2 separate regions of the Sus scrofa genome follow, and region 1 is linked to region 2. Evidence: chromatin contacts called from public HiChIP or PLAC-seq data. All regions are on one chromosome and are shown on one strand. The core of a region is the stretch at or near the end of the contact, and the rest is flanking DNA. Distances in the headings are between cores, read along the strand shown.

Evidence for each region. HiChIP or PLAC-seq counts read pairs in DNA pulled down with a chosen protein or histone mark.
Region 1: an H3K27ac HiChIP or PLAC-seq map of alveolar macrophages shows a contact between it and region 2. The contact joins the promoter of NEK1 here to the enhancer-like site in region 2. A contact is called at or near these places in 2 of 5 promoter capture datasets (fetal liver and liver), 4 of 47 Hi-C or Micro-C datasets (embryonic fibroblasts and skeletal muscle) and 1 of 2 datasets of contacts at active chromatin or transcription factors (alveolar macrophages).

What each region holds. Positions count from the first base shown.
Region 1 is chr14:20,141,608-20,148,930 of Sscrofa11.1, reverse strand. It overlaps NEK1 (serine/threonine-protein kinase Nek1), which reads right to left and starts at 4,300. Exons shown (of 33, transcript XM_021072853.1): 1 at 4,208-4,300; 2 at 3,740-3,857.
Region 2 is chr14:20,045,679-20,052,935 of Sscrofa11.1, reverse strand. CLCN3 (H(+)/Cl(-) exchange transporter 3) reads left to right here. Exons shown (of 13, transcript XM_001926134.7): 11 at 478-876; 12 at 6,872-7,088. Among named protein-coding and RNA genes, the nearest start is that of CLCN3, 78 kb to the left of the region's middle. Within about 2 kb of position 3,840, at least 1 of the 83 cell types and tissues checked has an H3K27ac peak or open chromatin away from gene starts, as enhancers often do. A contact at or near this core is called in alveolar macrophages, where this site is marked.

The DNA of each region.
Region 1 (7,323 bases), core at 3,051-5,550, 96 kb before region 2:
TGATTAGACCCCTAGCCTGGGAACCTCCTTATGCCGCAGGTGCGGCCCTAAAAAGCGAAAAAAAAGGACAGCCAAAGAAATACTGGAAAAAAGATCAATGAAGGAAGACTTATTCTACTTGATATCAAGACACTGTAAAGCTGTAATAATTATGAAATAGGCAAATCACAGAAAGTCCAGAAATACATCAAAAAAATTTTTAATTTAGTGGATGACCATAACGTTTCTTAAATATATATATACATATATATATATAAAACAATTGATTTACATACATTTTTTTTTTTTTTTTTTTTTTTTTTTTTTTTTTTTTTTTTTTTTTGTTTTTTGTTGTTTTTTTTGGCTGTGCATATAGATTCCAGCTATTGAATCGAGCTGTACCCCCTACGCCAGACACAGCAACTCGGATCCGACCGCTCTGCACCTACACCACAGCTCACCAACGCCGATCGTTAACCACTGAGCAGGCAGGACCGAACCCCACTCATGTCTAGTCGATTCGTTAACCACTGCCACGACGGAATCTACATGACAACATTTTAAATTGGTAAGGAAAAGATAAAGATTTTGAATAAATAATGTTTAGACAACTTGGTAGCCATATGACAGAAAAAAATAGAGTTAAATCCACTTTCTTCACTTTATACCAACACAAATTCCGGGTGATAAAACACTTAACTGCCCCCCCCCAAAAAAAAGAAAAGGAGTTCCCGTCATGGCACAGTGGTTAACGAATCTGACTAGGAACCATGAGGTTGCAGGTTCGATCCCTGGACTTGCTCAGTGGGTTAACAATCCGGCGTAGCCGTGAACTGTGGTGTAGGTTGCAGACGCAGCTCGGCTCGGATCCCGCAGTGCCATGGCTCTGGCATAGGCCAGCGGCTACAGCTCCGATTGGACCCCTAGCCTGGGAACCTCCATATACCACGGGAGCGGCCCTAGAAAAGGTAAAAAGACCAAAAAAAAAACAAAAACAAAAAAAACACTTAACTGTAAAAAATAAAAACATAATGGTAATAAAACTATTATTAAAATGATGTTTATAATCTTAGAGTGGGGTAGTTTAGTATGACACAAATCTAAAAAGCTTTAAGGAATTAATATCCTCAATAGCAAAAACTAGTATAAGTTAAAATTTAAATGACAAAAAAGAATATATACACATATTTACTTTTTTAACTCATGGGACTAAGGACTCATTTTTCTAATACATAACTTTGATTTTACAGTTATTTTATTTTAGAGCACGCATGCAATGGCTTGATGTGGGATCTGTTTATAGACCAGGGACTGAACTCAGGCCACAGCAGTGAAAGCACCAATACTAACCACTAGACCACCAGGGAACTTCCTCATTTTTCTGATAAATAAAAGGCTCCTACATATTCAGAGAACCACAACAAAAACAGAAATCCAACAGAAAAAACAGACAAAGGATACAAAGTTAAAAGTTAACAACAACATAAAGGCATATAACTGATGCTAAAATGTGCAAAGGTATCCAATCTCCCATAAAGAGAATACAGCTTAAAAGTACAAGAGATAAATATTATGCTATGTACAATTTACCGCAACAAAAAAAATACAAAAAATAGCATTTTTAACTCATCAGGATGGCAAAATTCAGAAAGTCCATAACTATACTATGTTTGAGGGAATAAAAGGAAACAGAATACGGTAAGAATACAAACTGATACAAACACTAAAGAAAATAATTTGGTAATATCTACCAAAATTAAAAGTGTTCACACTGTGATCCGACAATTCCATTCAAGGAATTTACCCTAAAAATATTTCCAAATACATGAAAATGACATATGTGCAAAGTTATTCTCTGCAACAATGATGAAATGGCAAAACTTAAATATCCAGAAAAAAGTCAAAGAGAAAATTGACATGGATTAATTTCTAAGCACCAGAATAAGAAATGTGAAATACTATTTGTGTATTAAAAGGAAATACATTTGAATATATTTATATTTACACTTACTTATACACGTGTGCATGTATATATAAAATACTTGCATTTACATACACAAAATGCAATCTTTTGTGTAAGTAACATCTGAAAGGATACACAACAAACTGGTAATACTGACTGACTTCAGCGAAGAGAACTGAGTAGTTGAAAGGCCTTTCTATCTTTTTCTACCTTCTAAATTTCAAACCATCTGATTGTATTAACTATTCAAAACCATAACTAAAATTTAAATTTAAAAGCAATAATAAACGCTGACAGAAAGAAATAGGAAGAATGCTGCCTAAATCAATTTCTCGGGTTAAAATTCTTCAACAGTTTCTCCATTTCCAAACTTCAAACGCTGACATTCAAAATCTTTCTGTGTGGCATCACTCTTTTCAAGTATGTCAACTGAGCTCCAAAAAATATTATAGCCTGTAGTCAAGTTAGACATCTTTCCTCATATTTTACTAAGAATGTCTTTAAGCCACAACTACATTTGACATGGCAAAATTCTGTGCACCAAATGTGAAAAATGTCAGAGTATATGAATGAAAAACTGTATCCCCACCAATGTAGAACATTAAGCCTTTTCAGCTCTTTCAGTTATTTGACAGACAAGCAAAATGTCCTGAAGGGAAACAATGGTAAAGGAATGTCAACAGATTTCCAGAAGCCCATGTGGTACAGTCTGCAACTGCAATCCACACATATAGCTCTCCTAAAACAATAAATGCCATTTTGGACTGTGGGAGAGGGACAAAATATCTCCTCAATGAGGGAAGTCCCTGCCTTATTTCTCATAATTCAAAAAAGCAGAAAGCAGAAATGGAATTCCTATTACACTTTTTTCAAAATACGTTTTTTCTTCTCTTTAGGTCTATTCCTCTCTCTAAGACAATTCAGATAACAATTAACAACTTTCCTAGTGGAAAATACCAACATGTAAAGTTTATATTCATGAAATGGTGTCATGTCCATGACTTAGGTTAGAGGTAGGACACTAGACAGAGTAAAATTAACTTTGAATACAACGCTAATTTATTATTAAAATGACCTCAAAACAACTCCTGTGGCCAACTTCTGTAACCTTTAGTAAACGCCTAAAGGTGACTCAATGTGCAAAAACCTGTTATCCCACAAAATAGGCTCCTTACCTTTCAATATTAAAACAGATCTGTGGATCCTCTAATGTCAGACAAATCTACAGCAGAAACAAAGAACTAATTCTCTCCTTATCTGGCATCCCTCCATGGTGTCTACAATACTGCTGCATCATAAGAAAAGGCCATTACCAGCATATACTGGATATTACCTTCAACCCTTCATATGATTATTTCTGATGTAATTTACCATGGCAATAAAAACTCTTCCGCTTCTTGGGGACAGACCTTATATTAGAAAATAAAAATTAGGCCTGTATAAAAAAAAGTTACGATGAACTCTAACAGAACTTTTAATTCTCTACATACAGAAATTTTAAGCATGTAGAAATTATACATGAAGAAATTCTAAGAAATATAAATGACTTACCGGTAACAACACTTCTATTATTTTAAATCCATTATCACTGCAAGTTTTTAAATAATGTCAAAGAGTTGCTTAGTAACGCACACTGTTCCCTGGAGAATTAACACTGAAGAGATGCGGTTACTATTTCCCGTGCACTTCAGGTGAGGATCCCTGCAACCTCCACATCAGAAAGTCTAGACAAGGGCTCCCCGTTTCCAAAATGACTGCACTGTTCTGCACGTCGCCGCTTCCCTGAGAGCCACTCACCTTGGACCCAGGTCGTGGGCAGCAACGGCCGTGAGGGTCGATAGGCGCCGACCGTGTCGCCGTATTCCCGCGGGGTCAGCGAGGCAGAAGCACTCTCCCGCGGTCCAAAAAGGACATCCTGAAAAAGAACCGAGTTCGTGACCGCAGCGCCCGGCCCCGTCAGGAAGTGGCGGTGGGATCCTGCCGGTCCCCCACTGCAGCCCGCGCCGCCCGGGCCAACGCCCCGGGACACCGGTCCGCGCCACCGGGAGGCACAAACTGGCTTCCCAGCCCCTGGCAACGGCGGCGGGGGGAGTGCCCCGGGCGCCGCCCCCCAACTTCTCAGACGCGGCTGCCGGCGGCCTCACGAAGCAGACTCATTGGGTTTGGGGGCTATCTGCCGGCTTTTCCCCCGCGCCGCGCCACGCGGGCGCTGGACACCGGGCGACGCAAAGAAGAGCTGGGCAGTTCAAGCTCAGGACTCCATACCCGGCGCCCCAAAATCTGTAGCCAGTGCAGAGGGCGGGGCGTCCCCGGCGCGGCCGTGTGACGTCAGCGCGCGGGAGCCGACGCGGAGCGGGGGTGGCCGGGAAGGATGGGCGAGTCGTGGGTGGGGCGGGGCGGGGCGGGGCGGGGCGGGGCGGGGCGGGGTCTGGGTAGGACTGGGCCTGGGCGGGGCGGGGAGGGGCACTGCAGGTGCTTGAGGAGCGGAGTGGAGAGGTTCAGCCGGTTGGCTCCCTCGCGAGAGTGCAGCACAGAGGAGGGCCAGAACCTGCTAGAAAGTGGTATGGAGTAAAGCATATGATAAACTCGTGCATACACGTACTACAAAGAGAAAGGGACTTTTTTAACTTGGATGTTTTTTAGGATGCCACGTTTTGAAAACTAGTTTTGCTTTAAAAAGCAAGTTTTAGAGTTCCCATGTGGCTCAGCAGAGACAAACCCGGCTAGTATCTATAAGGAGGCGGGTACAATCCCTGGCCCCACCCAGTGGGTTAAGGATCCTTTGTGGAGAGCTGTGGTGTAGGCTGTAGTAGTCGCTCAGATCTGGTTGCTGTGGTTTAGGCCAGTAGCTGTAGCTCCAGTTCAACCCTTAGCCTGGAAATTTACGTTTGCTGAACCTGTGGCCCTTAAAAAAAAAGGCAAGCCTGAAGTGAAATAAGTCAGAAACAAGTACTGTATGTTATCACTTCCATGTGGAATCGAAAAAAAATAATACAAACTAATGAATACAACAAAAAGGAAACAGACTCATGGATGTAGAGAACAAATTAGTGGTCACCAGGGGGAGGGCTATGAGAAAGGTATGGGTATAGACACAATTGCTATATAAAATAAATAAGATACTATTGTACAGCACAGAGGAATATAGCTATTATTTTGTCATAACTATAAATGAAGTATAACATAAAAATTTTGAATCACTATGTTGTACATCTGAAACATATAATATTGTACATCAATTATACCTCAATGAAAAAAATAAATAGAATGTTTTTTAAAGCAAGCGTAGCAGTTCTCTTGTGGTTCAGTGGGTTAATGTTCCAGTGTTGTCACTGCAGCAGCTTGGGTCACTGCTATCACTCTGGTTTGATCCATGACCAGGGAATTTCCCCATGGCATGGGTGCAGCCATAAAAAATGAAATTAAAAATAAAATAAAAGCAAGCCTATTCTTAGTCTGTCTTGGATGGTTGAAGCAAGAAACTATTTTTAGGTCTCAAAAAAATTAAGTACAATGTGATTTAAAAAGAAAAAATTTTAAAAAAACTAATAAATATAATTTTCTACACTATCATATCTAATAGGTTCTGCCCGTGTATTGAAAGATTTAGTAGTCTAACTACCTTTCTTCATTGCAAGACTTTCAAAGATAGAGACAGTCTTTTCTGTAATAACGGATCATGCGCAGTGTCACCCTGGGTAGCCCTTTGGCTAAACTGCCTTCCCTAGAGTAATCCCAAGATACTGGAGAATCCAAACCTGAAGCTGAAGGAGGATGATGGTGTATCCACCTTAGTTACCCTCCAGGTTGTATGTGTTGTATGTGGCATGGAGGAGTTTTGCCAGAGGCCTCAGGTGTAAATGATTCAGATCTTTGCTACCAAGAAATCTGCTTCCTTCTCTCTCACCAAAACACCAAGGACTGAGACCTTTCTGGGTTCCCCTGCCAGTCTGGCTTAGTCGTGCTTAAACGAGATGCTTTATTGCTGGCATGGAAATTGAACTCTTTTTGCCTCTTTGCCAGAAGATGGCACTGCAAGTCATCCAACCTGGCAATCTGGGGACGTCTGCTTTAGTATGCCCCCTTAGTCTCCCTGCAAAAGACCTGTTTTCCTCATTTCCTGACTTCTAGGTTAACCTCCTGTGTCCCCGCCCACCCCCAGTTAGTAGGAATTTTGTCTTAATGCACAGTAATTCCAATTCCACCCACATTCCTTTGTACAGCAAAGCAATGTGAAAACGTTGCCATTGCTAATCTAAGTAAATTCCTCTTTGCAGCTTTCATGAAGAATGATTAGTCAGATACTTCTTTAGGCTCCTATCATAAACTGTTGGTGAGCACATAAACTGCTGTTGTCTTTGCAGAAGGAATGCTACCAATAGGCATATCCTTGACAGCATATTCACTTCTAAGACAAGTGGGCAGAGATACATATACAAGGTAACCATCAGTGTTTATAAGCAAAAAAATTCACAACCCTCTAAGTGTCTAACCATAAGAAATTGACTGAATACATTGCAATATATCCAAACAATGGTGTATTCTGAAAACATTAAAAAGGATGATTGGGATCTGTTTTTATTGACATAGAAAAGTGCCCTTGATTTATTGTTGAATAAATCAGGTTACTTTTTAACAAAGCAAAGGCGTGCCCACAGGGCAAAATGCCAAACTCTGACATTGGGAGTTTGCGGCAAAGGCTTTATTACCCTCCCCAAGCAAGGGAGTGGAAGACAAGCCTCAGACTGAATCCCTCTTGGTGCCTGAGTTGGGTTTTGTTTTGTTTTGTTTTGTTAAAGGGAAGAACAAAGAGGCTGAGGCTAATCATTGTCTCGTGACATGTCTTAATCTCGGTTTCAGGAGTCAGGATGTCTCTGGTTTATGACTCTGGTCCGGTGGTCCATGGCAAGCGGCAGGGTGTGAGTTCATCTTGCCCTGGAGAAACAACCTGAGTCTGTAGTTAATGATGATATCTAGAGTAGCAATTTTAGTACATTAATGACGTTATCACGACAGCAGTTTTAGTCATTTGATTCTGGTTGATTAGAGTTCAGTCAGCACGGGATGGAGGTCAGAGGGGACAAGAAAGGGAATGAAGTTTTGGGTGAAGAGAAGAATCATAATCTCAGTAAGGAAATTTGGCTTTAGGGGTTTTAGGGGACTTGGTTTCATAATCTGTGTTAAAAGGATTACCTGATTATTTCCCTTTCTGGTTCATATACTTGTATAATTTTTTTTCTGTTTACAATGAGAATGTGTTTGGGGTTCTTTGAGTCTTCTTATTTAAATATTTTGTTGGATTTTTCTTTCAAACAACAAAAAAGACTTTGTTCCTTACAACAGCCCAATAACATAAACATACAAAGGTAAGGCCTTCAGTC
Region 2 (7,257 bases), core at 2,591-5,090:
TGAAGAGATTTAGAGGAGAGAAATTTTTAATGTAATGGCCCAGCGTATGGTTGGTGTGGCTGTGAACAGGTGCCTGAGCTTCTCGGCCCGCACTGCGGCCACCCTGTGGTCGTGTGAGTTTAATATGAAAATCAATAGTAAACAAGTTAGCCATGATGTGTTTCACCAAATTTTTTAAGAATTAACAGTAAGCTTTTATGAGGTGAAATTATGTCTTTGTTACAGCAGTAAGCCAAAATGGCAAACTGTATTAGTTGGTCAGCTGTGATTTTTTTTTTTTTTTTAAATATGAAGTAAACCAGTTTTGAAATGTGATTTTAATAGCCTTCTGTGTTATACACGAAGATTGGTGTTTCTCTAGATCTTATTAAAGTGATAATCCTTTTCACTAAATTCTATTTATAATTTGTGTTCATCTGCCCACCCATTGACGGCGGGGCCCTGAACTTCCTGACCAGTGGTGCTCATTTCTTTCAGGTGGTGTGACAAGGATGACCGTCTCCCTGGTGGTTATTGTTTTTGAGCTTACTGGAGGCTTGGAATATATTGTCCCCCTTATGGCTGCAGTAATGACCAGCAAGTGGGTTGGAGATGCCTTTGGGAGGGAAGGCATTTATGAAGCTCACATACGGCTAAATGGATACCCTTTTTTGGATGCAAAAGAAGAGTTCACTCATACCACCCTGGCTGCCGACGTCATGAGACCTCGGAGGAGTGACCCCCCGCTGGCGGTCCTGACCCAGGACAATATGACGGTGGACGACATCGAGAACATGATCAACGAGACCAGCTACAACGGCTTTCCTGTCATAATGTCCAAAGAGTCCCAGCGATTAGTGGGGTTTGCCCTCAGAAGAGACCTGACGATCGCAATAGGTACCTTTTAAAGAGATACACGTACATCTGCCTGTGTCTCTGTCTGTGGACACCTTGCAGATAGATGCAAATGGATGGTAGATTTCTGAAAGAAAGGAAAGCTGTCAGCTCTAGTTGGTTTAGTTTGTGGGGCAAGGGTTGTGTTTTACCTCCTTTAGGAAAGGAATTTATACTTCCATGGTTTGTTTTGCAGATAAATATCGCTTTATTTTTTGAGATTGGAGTCAGACTCTTTTCTCGCTCAGAGGAGTCTTGTTAAGTTGACGATATTCATAACAGCACATCGTGTAAGGCCTTAGTAAATAAGTAAGTGCCAGGGCATTCCGCTAAATACTTCTTAGACTTAATAAAGTTGGTGTATTTGAATGAAGGTTACTAAATATTCCATCATCTTTGATCTGTTTTATACCAGATCCACAGGGTTTTGCTTTTTCAGTTTTTAGAATCAGATTTATGGTATAACTTGTAATATATAAGTGAAAAAATAATGATCAAGTTTTTGTTTTTGGTTAAGGGCCAGGTTGACAAATATTAAGTCCTTTTTGGTGCTGACATTCCTGAAAATAGAGTTTAACGGCGTCAGCAATACTGTGTTATTTCTTGGAGGTAAATGACATTTTTTTTCTGAGGAGGAAGCCCATTTTGCTCCTCCAGAATTTAATTACCCTCTTCCCTTGCAGTCCTGCAGTGCTGGCAGGGAGGCCAGGAAGGCTTTAATCCTTTTCCGTACAACCTGACTCCTCTCCCCAAGCCCGGAGGTGATAGAGGGGTCTTCTTCCAGGCCTTGCTTTGAAACTCCCCAGGGTACATTAGAAGATCTGAGCTGAGAAGGTAGAGTGTTCACCTGTCCCCAGGGTCATTCCCACAAACCTGCCATGTCCCTCCAACTTAACCTCTTTCACTATTACAGAGACCGTAGAATATTTCAGTTCTTGTGCCATTTGAAGTGGGAGGACTAGGTATGTCAATGAGGAGTGTTTCTCAGCTCAGCCTGGACACTTAGTTTATAAGAGCTGTTAAAGCAGAAAGAAGAAAGAACAGAGCCCATAGAGACTATCCATTTTAGTTAAGGAAAGAGCTGCATCTCTGGAAGGCTTTTCCAGAGCCTAGCAAGGCCATCATTCCCAGTTTCTCTTTAGGCCATAGAATAGTAGTTGCTAGAAAGGCCCAGCGTATGGTTGGTGTGGCTGTGAACAGGTGCCTGAGCTTCTCGGCCCGCACTGCGGCCACCCTGTGGTCAGAGAGGAGTTTCTGTGCTTCCCTTTCTACTCTGTAAGTTTAAATAGACAAGTCAGAAAGTTGGAATGAAAAAATGAAAAAGACAAGGGTTAAAAAGTTGGAATTTATGTCAAAGTTTAAAGGAAAAAGCCCAGGTTTTTAAAAGAACAAGAGGAAAGTTGTAAAGTTAAGAATTATTTACATTCCCATTGATTCTGTGGATATACTTTTAAAAGTTTTGTTACTGTCTTGAGAAATAGAGTATTAGGATAGCAAGTGTCCGTTTAAGGGAGTAGCGTACTTTAGACACAGGAAATACCAAATTGTGTCATCAAAAAGGTTAATTACATGGTGACCTTTTTTAACACACCTTAAGTATTTACCAACATATATTTTTGTAATGTTTTTGTTTTGAATGGGAAAAAATAGACCTGTACTCTAGGTTTTATATATAATATTGCTAAAATACATATTATATATAAGATGTAATATGTAATTGATATATGTATTTCTATGAAATACTTTATCGAAGGACAAAAAAGAATGCCTAACTAGTGAGCTATATGTTATATCCAGGAATGAGAAAACTCAAGATAAGTTTCCCCAAAATTTATTTATAAACTCTGGAGTTTTTGTGTTATTTAAAATTATTTTTTCGGGTTTTTTTGTTTGTTTGTTTTTTTTTTTTTTTTTTGTCTTTTTAGGGCCGCACCTGTGGCATATGGAGGTTCCCAGGCTAGGCGTCCAATTGGATCTGTAGCTGCCAGCCCATGCTATATAGCCACAACAATGTCACTTCTGAACCGTGTTTGTGACCTACACCACAGCTCACGGCAATGCCGGATCCTTAACCCACTGAGAGAGGCCAGGGATCAAACCCGCTTCCTCATGGATGCTAGTCAGGCTCCCTAACTGCTGAGCCACGACAGAAACTCCAAAATCCTCTGGTTTTTTTTTTTTGTTTTTTTTTTTTTTTTGCTTTTTAGGACTGTGCCCATGGCATATGGAGATTACCAGGCTAGGGGTCCAGTTGGAGCTATAGCTGCAAGCCTACACCACAGCCTTAGCAATGTTGGATCCGAGCCACATCTGTGACCTATACCACAGCTCATGGCAATCCCGGATCCTTAACTTTAACTGAGCAAGGCCAGGGATTGAACCCGCATCCTCATGGATCCTAGTTGGGTTCTTTAACCGCTGAGCCATGATGGTAACTCCTTTTTTTAGTTTATGTATTGATGGTATGTTGACATAGTTCAAGAAGACGAAAGGTATATAGTGAAAAAGCTCTCACCCATGACCTCATGGTCACCAGTTTAACTTTCCATAGGCAGCCGTCTGCTTGGCTTCTTAGGTTTTCTGTGGATATCATTCTGTGCTTTCCTAAGTATGTATGTATGTTTTTTACTTTTTTAAACAAATTGTACCATGCTATCCAGTACATGCTGTTGTGTAGCTTGTTGTTTTTCACTCAAGAGTGGTTTCTCAGTCGTCTTTGCAAATCTTGGTCATCTTTTGTGTGAGGTTTTCTGCTTTCATTTTTAACAGCTGCAGAGCAGTCCACTGAGTGGACATACCATGGGCTGCATCAGAGTTTTTACATTCAGCCTCCCTCCCACTCGTGGTTTAATGTGGTTCTGCTGTGGTAAAAATTGCTGCCTCATGTTTTTTGATAACCTTGTGTAGTTGATGTTTTGCTTATGCACAGATGTAGGGAAGTTCCAGAAGTGGAAGTGTTGGGTCAGAGAGTAGTGTGCTTGTAATTTTGTAAGACGTTTTCAGATAGTGGCCATAGTGGTTATGCTGTGCACTCTCAGCAGGACCCAGTGACAGCTTGCCAGGTTCATGTTTAGTCCTATGGAGAGAGACATTCCTCCTGCATTTTTGTGTCCGGCTGTGCAAGTGATTTGTTTAAAATGAAGCATATATTGAGAATATTTATAGGGTGAATTGAAACGTCCTTCCTGTTTTCCACCCGAAGGTACAGAAGTGTACTTGCACCTTTCTGTGTCTGTCCTAGGAGCTGTGAGTTTTACAGGGAGAAGGTTAATGTATGAGAACGTGAATACTGTTGACATATGGAACACGATTAGAATGGACGTGGCAGGCCGTCTCTCGCTATGCTTTTCTCCCCAGCCACTGTCTTCTGTTCAGAGTGAGCTTTAGCTTGTGCACCTGGGAGAGAGGATCTCTTATTAGCCTTAGACCCTGAAAAAAGATTTACACGAGTATGAACTGCAGTCTGTGGACCAGCCTTTTGTTGATCTCTTTGTAGGAGCTACAGTTAACTTTGTACCTGCTCAGTTAATTGAAACATCTTTTATGAATGTAGAGATTTTTGCTTTCTAAAATAAATACAAGTGAAAGAGTTGGAGATGCCATGGTGATTATTTTGGAACCTGTTCATATGGTTAAAAATGAAGGGGATAGACAGCTTTTTTTTTTTTTTTTGTGTGTGTGTGTGTGTGTTATTTCTTGGGCCGCTCCCGCAGCATATGGAGGTTCCCAGGCTAGGAGTCGAATTGGAGCTGTAGCCACCAGCCTATGCCAGAGCCACAGCAATGCGGGATCTGAGCCTCGTCTGCGACCTACACCACAGCTCACGGCAACGCTAGATCCTTAACCCACTGAGCAGGGGCAGGGACCAAACCTACAACCTTATGGTTCCTAGTCGGATTCATTCACCACTGCACCACGACAGGCACTCCCAGACAGCTTTGTACCTTGCTTCTTTGTGAGTTTTGAGAATCTAATCCCTTGATAGTAACACAAATAGGAACAATGAAATGTGAAAATTGGGGGGGGGGATAATTTTATATTAAAGGTTGGAGGTAAAATTTGTATTAACTTTATAAAATTTTTCTTTGGAATAGAACCACTCCCATTCTCCTGGAAGTGTAACTAATGTGTGCACTCCTAGAGAAAAAGTCTGAATCTTGTCAGAAAGAGAAAACTCTGGAGTTCCCACTGTGGCTTAGCAGTATCCATGGGGACGTGGGTTCAATCCCTGTCCTCGCTCAGTGAGTTAAAGATCCAGTGTTGCCATGAGCTGTGGGGTCGCAGGATGTGGCTCAGATCTGGCATTGCTGTGGCTGTGGTGTAGGCTGGCGGCTCTAGCTCCGATTTGACCCCTAGCCTGGGAACCTCTGTGTGCCACACGTGTGGCCCTAAAAAGACAAAAAATAAAAATAAAGTGAAAACTCTGATGATAACTTTTGGCTTAAAGGCCTTTGAATGAATGGCATTCAAAAAATTTTATTTTCAAAAAAAAAAAACCTAGCAGATGTCCTGGCACTTAGTAAGTGTTCAGTGAATGTGCTTTTTAAAGTAATTACTGGATTCATGTGAAAGTGATATTCTTCAGATAACAAATTTAACTCAGAGGTTGAATGTTCCCTATCCTTGTGCCTTGTATTTGAGAACATTCCAGTAAGCAGGTAAACGAATCAATTAGATATAATTGCTTTTTTCTAAAAATTTCTGCAATTGTTTTATCATTAAGTGTTTAAGTCTCTCAGCGTACCTTCACCTTGCTCTTCCAAGGTGTTTCACGTTGATGATTGGGGTTAGTTTAACTGCCATACATGCTGACATACTTAGCACCCTGCACAGGCCATTAGCCAGATGCTTCTGTGGGCTAAAAGCAGCTTAAGGAGCGCTTTTCAAAACCATTCTGGCCTTCTTGTCCACGCCCTTCTTAGGCTTTGGACTCACTTAGTGGAACTTACCTCCTGCCTTCTTACTTGCAGGCCACAGCAGGTTAAACAGGGCCTGGAAAGCTGCAGTGTTGGTGTGCAGTCTGTGCTCCATTTAGGATGGATGCTTATTATTTTACTTATTATTCTGCTCCATTTAGGTTGGATGCTTATTATTTTGACATAAATATTTTTGTAGCAAAATGCATGTTCAAAATATGTTCAGTATGACAAATACTATATTTGTACACAGTTTTGAATTTATACCAACTCAAGATAGGAACATAAACTATTTCATTTGTCTTGTGTGTTCACCCCATTTTGTGGGTTTCCTCCATCCTGTAGTCTCTGTTCTTCGTTTGCAGCTTTCTGCATCTTGGCCACTTGTGGTCTCGCTCCATCCAAGATGGCCGTGGAGGTAGGCTCAGGGCAGGAGCACTGGAGGCAAAGCCCTGCAAGGGGGAATTAACCATCTCTGCAGATAAGAGCTGAAAAGTCAGCCTGTGCGTCATGAGTGTGGCTGTGGTCTCATCCCCCTGGTGACTCGCCTGGAGCACTAAGTTTAGACACTAGAAAGAGGAAGAGTTCTTTGGTCCACAGGGGTGGGAGGTTGATAGCACATTGCAGCAGGGACAAGATGAAGTCCCCTGTGGTGCCATCCCCACAGTGGGAGGAGTAGCCTGGAGCATAGGCAGGCTGCTTGGGTACAGGTTCCCATGGTAATCGGTGCCCTTGTTATCTGTGAGACTTTGAAAGTCCCGTGTTCCAGTGCTTCCTTTTCCCCAGAGTTAGAAAACAGCAAGGAAAACTATCCCGTGATGTAATTATACCCAAAGTACTTTTCTTTCCTGAAGGTGATTTGGTTTTGGTGGATTCTAATTCTTTCAACTATAAGAAATTGCTAACTGGCTTTTAGGTCAACTTTTTCTTGATTAGGAAGATAGGAAAAAAGGCAGGGACCCAAAGTCTTGGGAGACATTCATTTATTTTTCTAAATCTCTTGAATAAGCAGGCTGCCTGTAAAACAAAACAAGAGAAAGAAAAGCTATCAATGTTTAACTTGTGGTCTTCCCTGTCTTCAGAAAGCGCCAGGAAAAAGCAGGAGGGCATCGTGGGCAGCTCCCGAGTGTGCTTTGCGCAGCACACACCGTCACTCCCGGCGGAGAGCCCGAGACCGCTGAAGCTGCGCAGCATCCTGGACATGAGCCCGTTCACGGTCACCGACCACACGCCCATGGAGATCGTGGTGGACATCTTCCGCAAGCTGGGCCTCCGGCAGTGCCTCGTCACCCACAACGGGTGAGTGCGTCCGCATCCTCTCCGGGCTGTGCCTTCCCCTGTCGCAGGGCCTGCTCCCTCCCAGTCAGGCTTGCAGGTCTCTGCCACAGCAGACAGTGTCACTTGTCAGGAGCACGTCAGAGCTGGTGGGAGGCGGGCAGTGTCTGGGCATAGGGCCCAGGGCATTTCC